Regions from separate parts of the Mus musculus genome. Here region 1 is linked to region 2. A link is a contact called in public HiChIP or PLAC-seq data. All regions are on one chromosome and are shown on one strand. The core of a region is the stretch at or near the end of the contact, and the rest is flanking DNA. Distances in the headings are between cores, read along the strand shown. Region 1 overlaps Gm45470 (a long non-coding RNA gene). Region 2 holds the start of Got1l1 (glutamic-oxaloacetic transaminase 1-like 1).

The links. HiChIP or PLAC-seq counts read pairs in DNA pulled down with a chosen protein or histone mark.
Region 1: a contact with region 2 is called in an H3K27ac HiChIP or PLAC-seq map of embryonic stem cells, with 15 read pairs. The contact joins the enhancer-like site here to the promoter of Got1l1 in region 2. A contact is called at or near these places in 6 of 39 promoter capture datasets (the 3T3-L1 cell line, 3T3-L1-derived adipocytes, embryonic stem cells and 2 more), 1 of 15 datasets of contacts at CTCF or cohesin (the G1E-ER4 cell line), 12 of 484 Hi-C or Micro-C datasets (B cells, the C2C12 cell line, ECoMG myeloid progenitors and 9 more), 10 of 115 datasets of contacts at active chromatin or transcription factors (CD8 T cells, craniofacial prominence, embryonic limb bud and 4 more) and 3 of 9 other capture datasets (adipose tissue, liver and pancreatic islet).

The regions. Positions count from the first base shown.
Region 1 is chr8:27,239,189-27,243,654 of GRCm38.p6, reverse strand. It overlaps Gm45470 (a long non-coding RNA gene), which reads right to left. Exons shown (of 3, transcript XR_001778544.2): 3 at 4,426-4,466. Among named protein-coding and RNA genes, the nearest start is that of Adrb3, 12 kb to the right of the region's middle. Within about 2 kb of position 2,039, at least 21 of the 459 cell types and tissues checked have an H3K27ac peak or open chromatin away from gene starts, as enhancers often do. A contact at or near this core is called in embryonic stem cells, extraembryonic endoderm stem cells, liver and 1 more, where this site is marked.
Region 2 is chr8:27,201,238-27,205,617 of GRCm38.p6, reverse strand. Got1l1 (glutamic-oxaloacetic transaminase 1-like 1) reads left to right here and starts at 3,071. Exons shown (of 9, transcript NM_029674.1): 1 at 3,071-3,246. The coding sequence starts at 3,132.

The DNA of each region.
Region 1 (4,466 bases), core at 790-3,289, 39 kb before region 2:
GGGAAGTTGAATTTCTCTTAGTGTTTTGGAGGATTCAGTCATGGTTACAGGGCCATATTGCTTTAGCCCTGTAGCGAGGCAGTATATCATGGTAGAAGTACGTGGTAGGGGGCACCTATTTACCTCATGGTATCCATGAAGCTAAAAGAAACATGAAGGAGCCAGGGTCCTAATATCCCCATCAAGGGCTTACACTCAGTGACCTAGCTGCTTCCAACTAGTCTCCCTTTCTTTAAAGTTCAAGAACCTCCAGGTAGTACCACAGGCTGAGGACCAAGCTCTTAACACACTGGCTTAGGGGGAACATTTCACTTCCAAACCATAGCAATCCCAGACAGGCTACCCACTGGTCTACACAAAGTCGAGCGATCAACAAACATCAAAATGAACTTAAAAGGGCTAGCCCCTGGGACGCCCGGAGAGCTCAGATCTGTTTTAGGAGCGGTCAAGCCCTGCAGGAATATTTACAGCAAGCTGCACACTCACCTCTGTATTTACACCATTAAGATCGCCTTCACCCATCTTTGTACCCAGCTCTTGCTCTTTTTCCTGTCTCTCAGGAATCCTTCTTTCTACCCGTCCAGGCTGGGGTGGAATGGGGGTGGGGTGGGGAGAGCTGGTGGCTCTTCTTGTACCACCCACACCGTGCTATTCTTACAGAAAGCTGTGGGGCTCTATCTCGCTCTCACTTTTTATTATGAACTATCTCTGACACACACCAAAGCAGAGAGGATAAATAGCACTTCTCTTCCCATGGCCCTTAACCAGTTCCCATAGTGACCAATAGACAGCCTCATTCTACCACTGTATTGTTTTAAGTGGGATCTCAGTGAGCTCACCATTCAATACGTACACAGACTCTATCACTAAAAGATAAAGGTTGATCATTAAAAATATAAACTCACCGGGCGTGGTGGTGCACGCCTTTAATCCTAGCACTTGGGAGGGAGAGGCAGGCAGATTTCTGAGTTCGAGGCCAGCCTGGTCTACAAAGTGAGTTCCAGGACAGCCAGGGCTACACAGAGAAACCCTGTCTCGAAAAACCAAATATATATATATATATGTATGTATGTATATATATATATATGTATATTCAATAACATCACCCCTGGTAAATCAGTCCAGGGCAGAGATCTATTTCCGTGGTAATGCTTGCTTAGTGTATGAAGGAGCTTGGGTTTGCTGTCCACCAAAACACAATCTGTTATTTTATTTTATTTTTGTTTGGGAATTTCACTTTTGGCTACTTGTGTACATCATAAGTGCCCCTGGTGCAGTTACAGCTCAGAGGGGTGGGACATTAGCTCCCCTGTAAGCTACCCTATGGATGCTGGGAATCGAGCCCGAATCCTCTGAAAGAGCAGAGAGCATTGAGACAACTCTCTAGCCCTGCGCTGACTCTTTAAACCATTTTAATATAAATCAGTGCTCCTGGCTTGCCTTGTAATAATTTTACAGGGTGGGTCTCTACTTTATTGTTTGAGAACTTCAAACATGCACAGGATATGTTTGGATTAACTCCACCCCAATACTCCTCCAAAAGTTCCCCCCTTGTCCCAGTGCCACTTTTCCCTCCCAAGCTCAGGTGCTCTGTTTTTCTCTTTATTTGCTTGTTTTTGTTTTTAACCTTGTTTTGGTTTTTTTGAGACAAGGTCTCACTCTGTAGCCTGGGCGTGCCTGGAACTCACTATGTAGATGAGGTTGGTGCGGAACTCACAGAGATCTGCCTGCTTCTGCCTCTTGAGTCCTGGGATCAAAGGTGTACACCACCTTGGGTGTCTTGCTATTTGTTTGTTTTTGTTTTTTTTTTTTTTTAAACCTATTGAGTCCATTTAACGCTGCCTGTAAGTACATGGGTTTAGATCCATCTACTGGAGTATGAATATCTTCTTTTGTGCCACATCCAGAAAGAAAATTGATCCTCCCTCTCTCAGGAGTCATCCTTTGCTAATTATTTTCCTTGGCTAGGGGTGGGGCCTCATGACCCCCTCCCTACCCCATGCTGGGATCTTGTCTGGCTTGGTGTTGCATAGATCTTATGCACTGTCTCAACCACTGAGTTCATCAAGGAAACAGTGTCTCCCACTAAGTCACCCACCACCTCTGGTTCTTATATTGTTATCCCCTCTTCTGTAGCGATCCCTGGACTTGGGGAGAAAACCAGATGATGCACATTTAGAGCTAAGCATTCTACAGTCTCTTATTCTCTGCACCTGGGCTAGTTGTGGGTCTATGGTAATCACCATCTATGGCAAAAGAAACTTCTCTGATGAGGGCGAAGAGCTGTACTAATCTGTGAGTATAAATCACTAGAAGTTGGTTTAATACCGTGTCCATCTACTAAAATTATAGCAGTCAGTTCTTTCCAAGGGCCCATGACCCCTATGACCCACAGGGTTTTGGTCCTGGTAAGTAGAGCCAGGCTTGAGTTCCTTCTGGAAGAGCAGGCTTTAAATTCAACCAGAAAGTGTTTGGGATTTGTGGTAGTTAATCCTGGCTGTCAGTTTGACCATCTGGAATCTACTAAAACATCAGCCTCTGGGCAGGAATTTTCTTGAATAGGTTGTTTTAAACAGTATCATAGCCTGATGGTGGTGATACGTGCCTTTGATCTCAGCCCTTGGGAGGCAGGGGCAGAGTTCAAGGTCAGTCTGGTCTACAGAATGAGTTAGTTCCAGGACAGCCAAAGGCTACACAGAAAACAAAACTAAACAAACAAACTTAGATTGCTAAGTACACACTAAATCCAAAGCAACCTGTAAGAGGAAGCATTTGATTAAGGACCTGCTCACCAACCGTTCTAGAGGGCTAGCCCATGAACGTCTTGGTGGAAAAGGCAAGATGCTGGAGAAGTAACTCAAAGTTTTACATCCTGATCCCCAGGAAGCAGGCAGAGAAAGAGATACTGGGCCTATCACAGGCTTTTGAAACTTCTGAGCCTACCCTGCGACCCACTTCCCCCTAATCTTTCTAATTCTTCTCAGACAATTCCACTCCCTGGTGACTAAGCATTCAAATACAACAGCCTTTGGGGGCCATTCTCATTCAAACCACTACAAACAGGAAGACCCATTGTAAAAGTGACCAGTACCTTCAATTCACAGCCCACACAAAAAGGCATGTAAAAAAAAAAAAAAAAACCTGGTTTGGGCCTGCTTATAGCCATTGTCTTTGCAAGTTAATCTATTGTGTTCCTGCAGGACTGAATAAACTGAATAAGAGTAAAAACTGCTCCCTTGGCTCACAGAGAGTGGCACTATTAGGAAGTATGACCTTGTTGGAATAGGTGTGGCTTGGTTGGAGGAAGTAAGTCACTGGGGGTGGGCTCTAAGGTTTCAAATGCTCAAGCCAGCCCCAGAATCACACTCTTTTCCTGCTGCCAATCCAGATGTAGAGCTCTCAGCTGCCTCTTCAGCAGCATATCTGCCTGCATGCCATCATGTTTCCTACAGACAAAACCTCTGAACTGTAAGTCAGTCCCAATTAAATGTTTTCCCTTATAAGAGTTTCCATGGTCACAATGTCTGTTAGCTATTACCCCCCCCCCCGCCCACACACACACACACACACACACACACATACACACACTCTTCCCCACACTCACTCCTCTACCCTGGCCTCCCATTTCTCTCCACACTTAACCCTTCTCGTCTCATTATTTCTCCTTCCCTTTCTATCCCACTTGCATTAAAGATTCTTTAATTGTGGCAAACGTAATTTCATCTTAGCCAGTTTATTCTGTTTATTTATTAAGCAATGACATTTTTATTTTAAATATTTTTTGAGGTGGAGCTTCACTATGTATCCCAGGCTAATTGGGAACTCATGGCCCTTCCACCTCGACTTCCCAAGACAGGATTGCAGGCATCAGCTGTCACAGTGGCTGTTTCAACAATTTTTAAATGTACAACTCAGGGGCATTAATTACAAACACAATATTGTGTAATCATTGTTACTATTTATTTTTAAATGTTTTTCATGACCCCAAATAGAAATTCTGCTCCCATTAGGGTTAGGCAATACTTTCCCCCTCTCCCTCCCTTCAGCCCCTGGTTAACTCTTACCTACTTTCTGTCTCTGTGAGTTTGCCTATTCTAAATACTTCATGTCAGTGTACTCAGGCAGTATTTGTCTATTCATGTCTGACTTATTTTGCCTAACTTAATGTTTTCAGGATCCATTCATTTCAGAGCTGAAAACCCCTTTGTAGACATCCTCCAAGTGTTGTGCTATTTTGTTGACTGCAATCAACATGGTGTATAGGTTTCTGTTTGGGTCCCTTTTTCCACTTCTCATGGTATTGTGAGGTTAGTCTTTAACTTCCTGTGAAACAAAACATTTTCTACAGTTACAGCCCTGCAGCAATTGCATGAGGGTCCCCTTCCCTCGATGGCCTTTTTTAATACTTGTTTTCTCCATGTTTAATTTTAGTCATCCCACTAAGCATAAAGTCAGGCCTCAGTCTG
Region 2 (4,380 bases), core at 1,822-4,321:
CAACAACAACAACAAAAAAAAAACAGCATCTAAGTCTATGCAGCAGAGAACGACCAGAATCTTTTAAAATTCTTCTACTTCCACTTCCAGAGAGCTAGAATAATGTGTTTGCCATCGTGCCTGGTTCACGCAGTACTTAGAATTTGAACTTCATGCGTGCTAGGCAAGGACTCCATCACTAAGCTACATACTCAGGCCTATACTTCTAATTTATTTCTTATTTATTTATTTATTATATGTAAGTACACCCGTAGCTGTCTTCAGATGCACCAGAAGAGGGCGTCAGATCTCATCACGGGTGGCTGTGAGCCACCATGTGGTTGCTAAGAATTGAACTCAGGACCTTGGGAAGAGCAGTCAGTGCTCTTACCCGCTGAGCCACCTCTCCAGCCCCTCTAATTTATTTCTTTTGAGATAAATTCTCTTCTAACCCAATCACAGGCTTAGGCCACTACGCCCAATCCAACCCACATTTTTAATATATTGGTATTAGTATGCTCAGACTTCTGATATGAAATGAAACATTTTGTTTTGCTGTACCACGGTGATGGCACCCGAATTATCAGATTTTTGTTTATCCTTTAATATTCACACAGGTTCTAAATACATAGTGTGGTAAATAAGAGGCCATTTGAGCATAAATAAAAATTATATATACATAAAAAAAGCTCTGGTTTAGACAAAAATTCCCCTCCAGAGCAGGCATGTCAGTACATACCAGCACTGGTGAGTGTCAGTACATACCAGCACTGGTGAGGTGGAGGCAGGAGAATTGACAGCATGAAACACAGCAATATCTGGTCTTAAAATGCAAAATGAAAGGAAGATTAGGAAAGAAATTTTTTTGAAGCTTACCATCTGTCCTAACACTGAGAAAGCAAGGCTTTGTTTCCTGAATTCTCATAAATATTTCAAAGGTTAAGATAACCAACTAAGATAAGTGTGACAGTGGTGTTCCTGTATTAGTATTTACTGTGCCAGGTAGCCCTGCCAAGGCCATAGGAAGAAGACCTCCCTCTAGCATTTATTCACTGAGCCAGGATGTTCCCATGTCCTCTCCCTCCTGCATCTCCACCTGCACCTGTGCCTGTGCCTGCACCTGTGCCTGTACCTATGCCTGCACCTGAACCTACACCTGCACCTACACCTGTGCCTGCACCTGCACCTGCACCTACACCTGTACCTGCACCTGTGTCTGCCACTGGAGATTCAGCTTCCAAAGAAATACTAGAGAACAGGCTTCCAGATGGTTTGAGAACGGAGCTGTTGGTGTTAGGTGATTTTCCATTCCCCTAAGTCTTGCTGAAATCCCTTGTCCCTACATTGAAACTCCAGCCCCTACCCCTCACTGCCATTGCCAAATGCAGGTACCCTCCATCACCTGCATCCTGATATTGGGAAAGACATTTTCTAAAGATAAAACAGCTTTGTCTGGACAAATAAGTGCAGAGGGAGAAACTGCAGGCAGGCACACAGCCCCAGCATTTTGCAGTTAACTTTCCATTCCCCATACTTCTCATATAAGCTCCAAGTATCCCCTTCCTGCAGAAGAGTGTCTGTCCCTTGCTATTTTGAGATAAACAGTCCTGCCTGCTCCAGTAAGACTGGTCTCTATCTGCCTTCTGTTTTTCTACTTTGCCTCAGACATCTAACACCAACAGCAGATAACAGTTATATGCCAACACCATGTGGCTAGTGGCCTATTGCTGTGAGAAAGACCATGAGCAAAAGGAACTTGGGGAGGAAAGGGGGTTTTGGGGGCACATATCCAGATCACAGTCCATCACTGAAGCTCAAGCAAGGCAGAAACCCGAAGGCAGGAACTGAAGAAAACAAAAAGCTTGCTTGCTTTTAAAGATTAATTTATTTACTTACTTTATGTATATGAGTACACTGTAGCTGTACAGATGGTTGTGAGCCGTCATGTTGTTTTTGGGAATTGAACTCAGTACCTCTGCCCACTCCGGCCCAAAGATTTATTTATTACTATATCTAAGTACACTGTAGCTGTCTTCAGACACCTCAGAAGAGGGCGTCAGATCTCATTATGGATGGTTGGGAGCCACCATGTTTGTTACTGGGATTTGAACTCAGGACCTTCAGAAGAGCAGTCAGTGGCCTTACCCTCGGAGCCACCTCGCCAGCCCCAAAGTTCTGCTTTCTTACACAATCCAGGGCCACTGGCCCAGTAACGGCACCTCCAAAAGTGGGTTGCCCCCTCCCACATCAATCATTATCAAGACAATGCCACACAGCCCTGCTTACAGACCTAATTACGGGCTGGCCTCATGGAGGCCTTTTCTCAAGCATTTTCCTCAACTTGACGAAAAACAGACCAGCATAAAGTCCTATCTTGTGCAGGTAATTACGGTTGTTGGGAGTTTGAGAGCGCAATGACCATGTCACGCCTGTCCTCTCATCTCAACTGTCCCTGTCCCTTCCTCTAGCTCTTACATTCTTTCCCTAACTTCTATGCTGTTCCCCGTTGAGCTTTGGAGTGGATGATACAAATGGTCCATTTAAATCCGAATATTAAAACGGTCACCTGGTCCTAATACATTGACCAATCCCGTCTCTGCAGTCCCTGCTGCCTGCCCTCCCTTCACACCCACCTTAAATGTATATTAAAAACTGTTTCTTGATAAACTCGGCGTTTGCTCCCTAAAAAAAAAAAAAAAAAATGAAAACAAAATGGAAGAAAAAAAAAAGAGAACACTTGCATCAGAGTGTGACTTGAGCTCTTGATTGACGCTGCTGTGTGCCGTAGGGTGTTTGCTTCTGTTGGGGCAGCCCTGTCTAGCTCACTGGCTGACAGCTTTGTCCTGCTTTCTAGAGACTGACTTGTTATTTCAGGTGAATTGCTCGGGAGCTATAGCCAGCAATGAGTTGGGAGGAAGTGCCTGGGAATCCCATGTGTTTGTTTACTCTTCCCTGTTGCTTGCTCTCCCTGGGCACTTTTCCTCCAGGGCCATGGAATGTTCCTGTACGTCCTGAACATTGCTACCCTGGAGACTGGGAGTCCTGAGGTTCTGTTGCTCTGACAACTCACTGCCCCATAGCCTCGTGCATCAGCGCTGCCAAGGTTCTGGAAGAAAGAGGCCTGAAATTATTGGCACCGCACGTGCTCAACTATGACCAGTCTTTCTGTGTTCAGGGATGTACCCACAGCCCAGAAGCTAGAAGGCAGCTTACTAAAGATCTACAGGCAAGATGGCTATCCCAGCAAGTTGTTCCTGGCCTACAAAGGTAGGAGGCAGTCATTTCAGGGTTTAAGATTTTCTACGTTTCAACTGGCTGTACGTGGGCAGTGTCCCTAGTGGAGGGTTGAAGAATAGCTCACGTCTCTGCTGCTGGAAAGGCTTTCGTTTATTAAGGGAACTGCCCAGAGCAGAGAAGATCAGTGAACAACCCGAGTCACCTCATACCTGTCGGGGACTTTTGAGAGGAATCAAGTTTTCTTCCTTCTCACCCAATCCTTTTTTTTTTTTTTTTTTTTTTTTTTTTTTTTTTTAATCTGCTTCTTCATCCCCTCTAGTTCCTCCCAGTTCTCTCCGGTGTTCTTTTGTTTTGTTTACAGTCCCATGTAAATTAGACTAGCCTTGAACTCACAAAATAGCTGCAAATGATCTTGGGCAGATTCTGGTCCTGCCTCCACCTCCCGAGGACTGGAGGCACCACCTTGCTTCTCTCTCCTCCCTTCATAGGTTTCTGTTTGTGTGTTTGTTTTGTTCTGTTTGCGTTTTTTTTAATTGTATGTATGTGTATGAGAGAAAGAGAGAAAGAGAGTATACATGTGTACATTCATGCAAGTGTTTGAGACGGTAGCCAGGAGGCATTGATTTCTCTCCAGAGCTGGATTTACACGTGGTTTTAAGCTGCCTGACAAAAATGCTGAGAACTGAATGAGTTCTCTCCAAGAGCAGTTTGTGCTCTTAACCACTGGACCAACACACACACACACACACACACACACCCTGGCTTGCATAATTCCCTATCAAATAAACCAGGCATGGCACATGCCTGAGCTCTCAGCCCTGAGAGGTGGATGATCAGATGGTCAAGGGCACTCTCAGCTACATAGAAAGTTCAAGGCCAGCCAAGGGGTGCTTGATACTAGAGGGCAAGAAAAGGTGACAAAGAAGAGACATGCAGAGAGAGACAGAGACAGACAGAGACCTTCATATATAGAAATCAGGCCTTGACATCATGAAATGCCTAATTCATTTTGTATGTAAATCTTAACCTTTAAAACTCAAATGAAACAGTTTCAGCTGGCTTTGTTGTTGTCTGTTTTGTTTGTGGGGTTTTTTTGTTTTTGTTTTTTGTTTTTGTTTGTTTTGTTTTGGTTTTGGCTTTGAGAGGTTATCTTGCTTACATCTC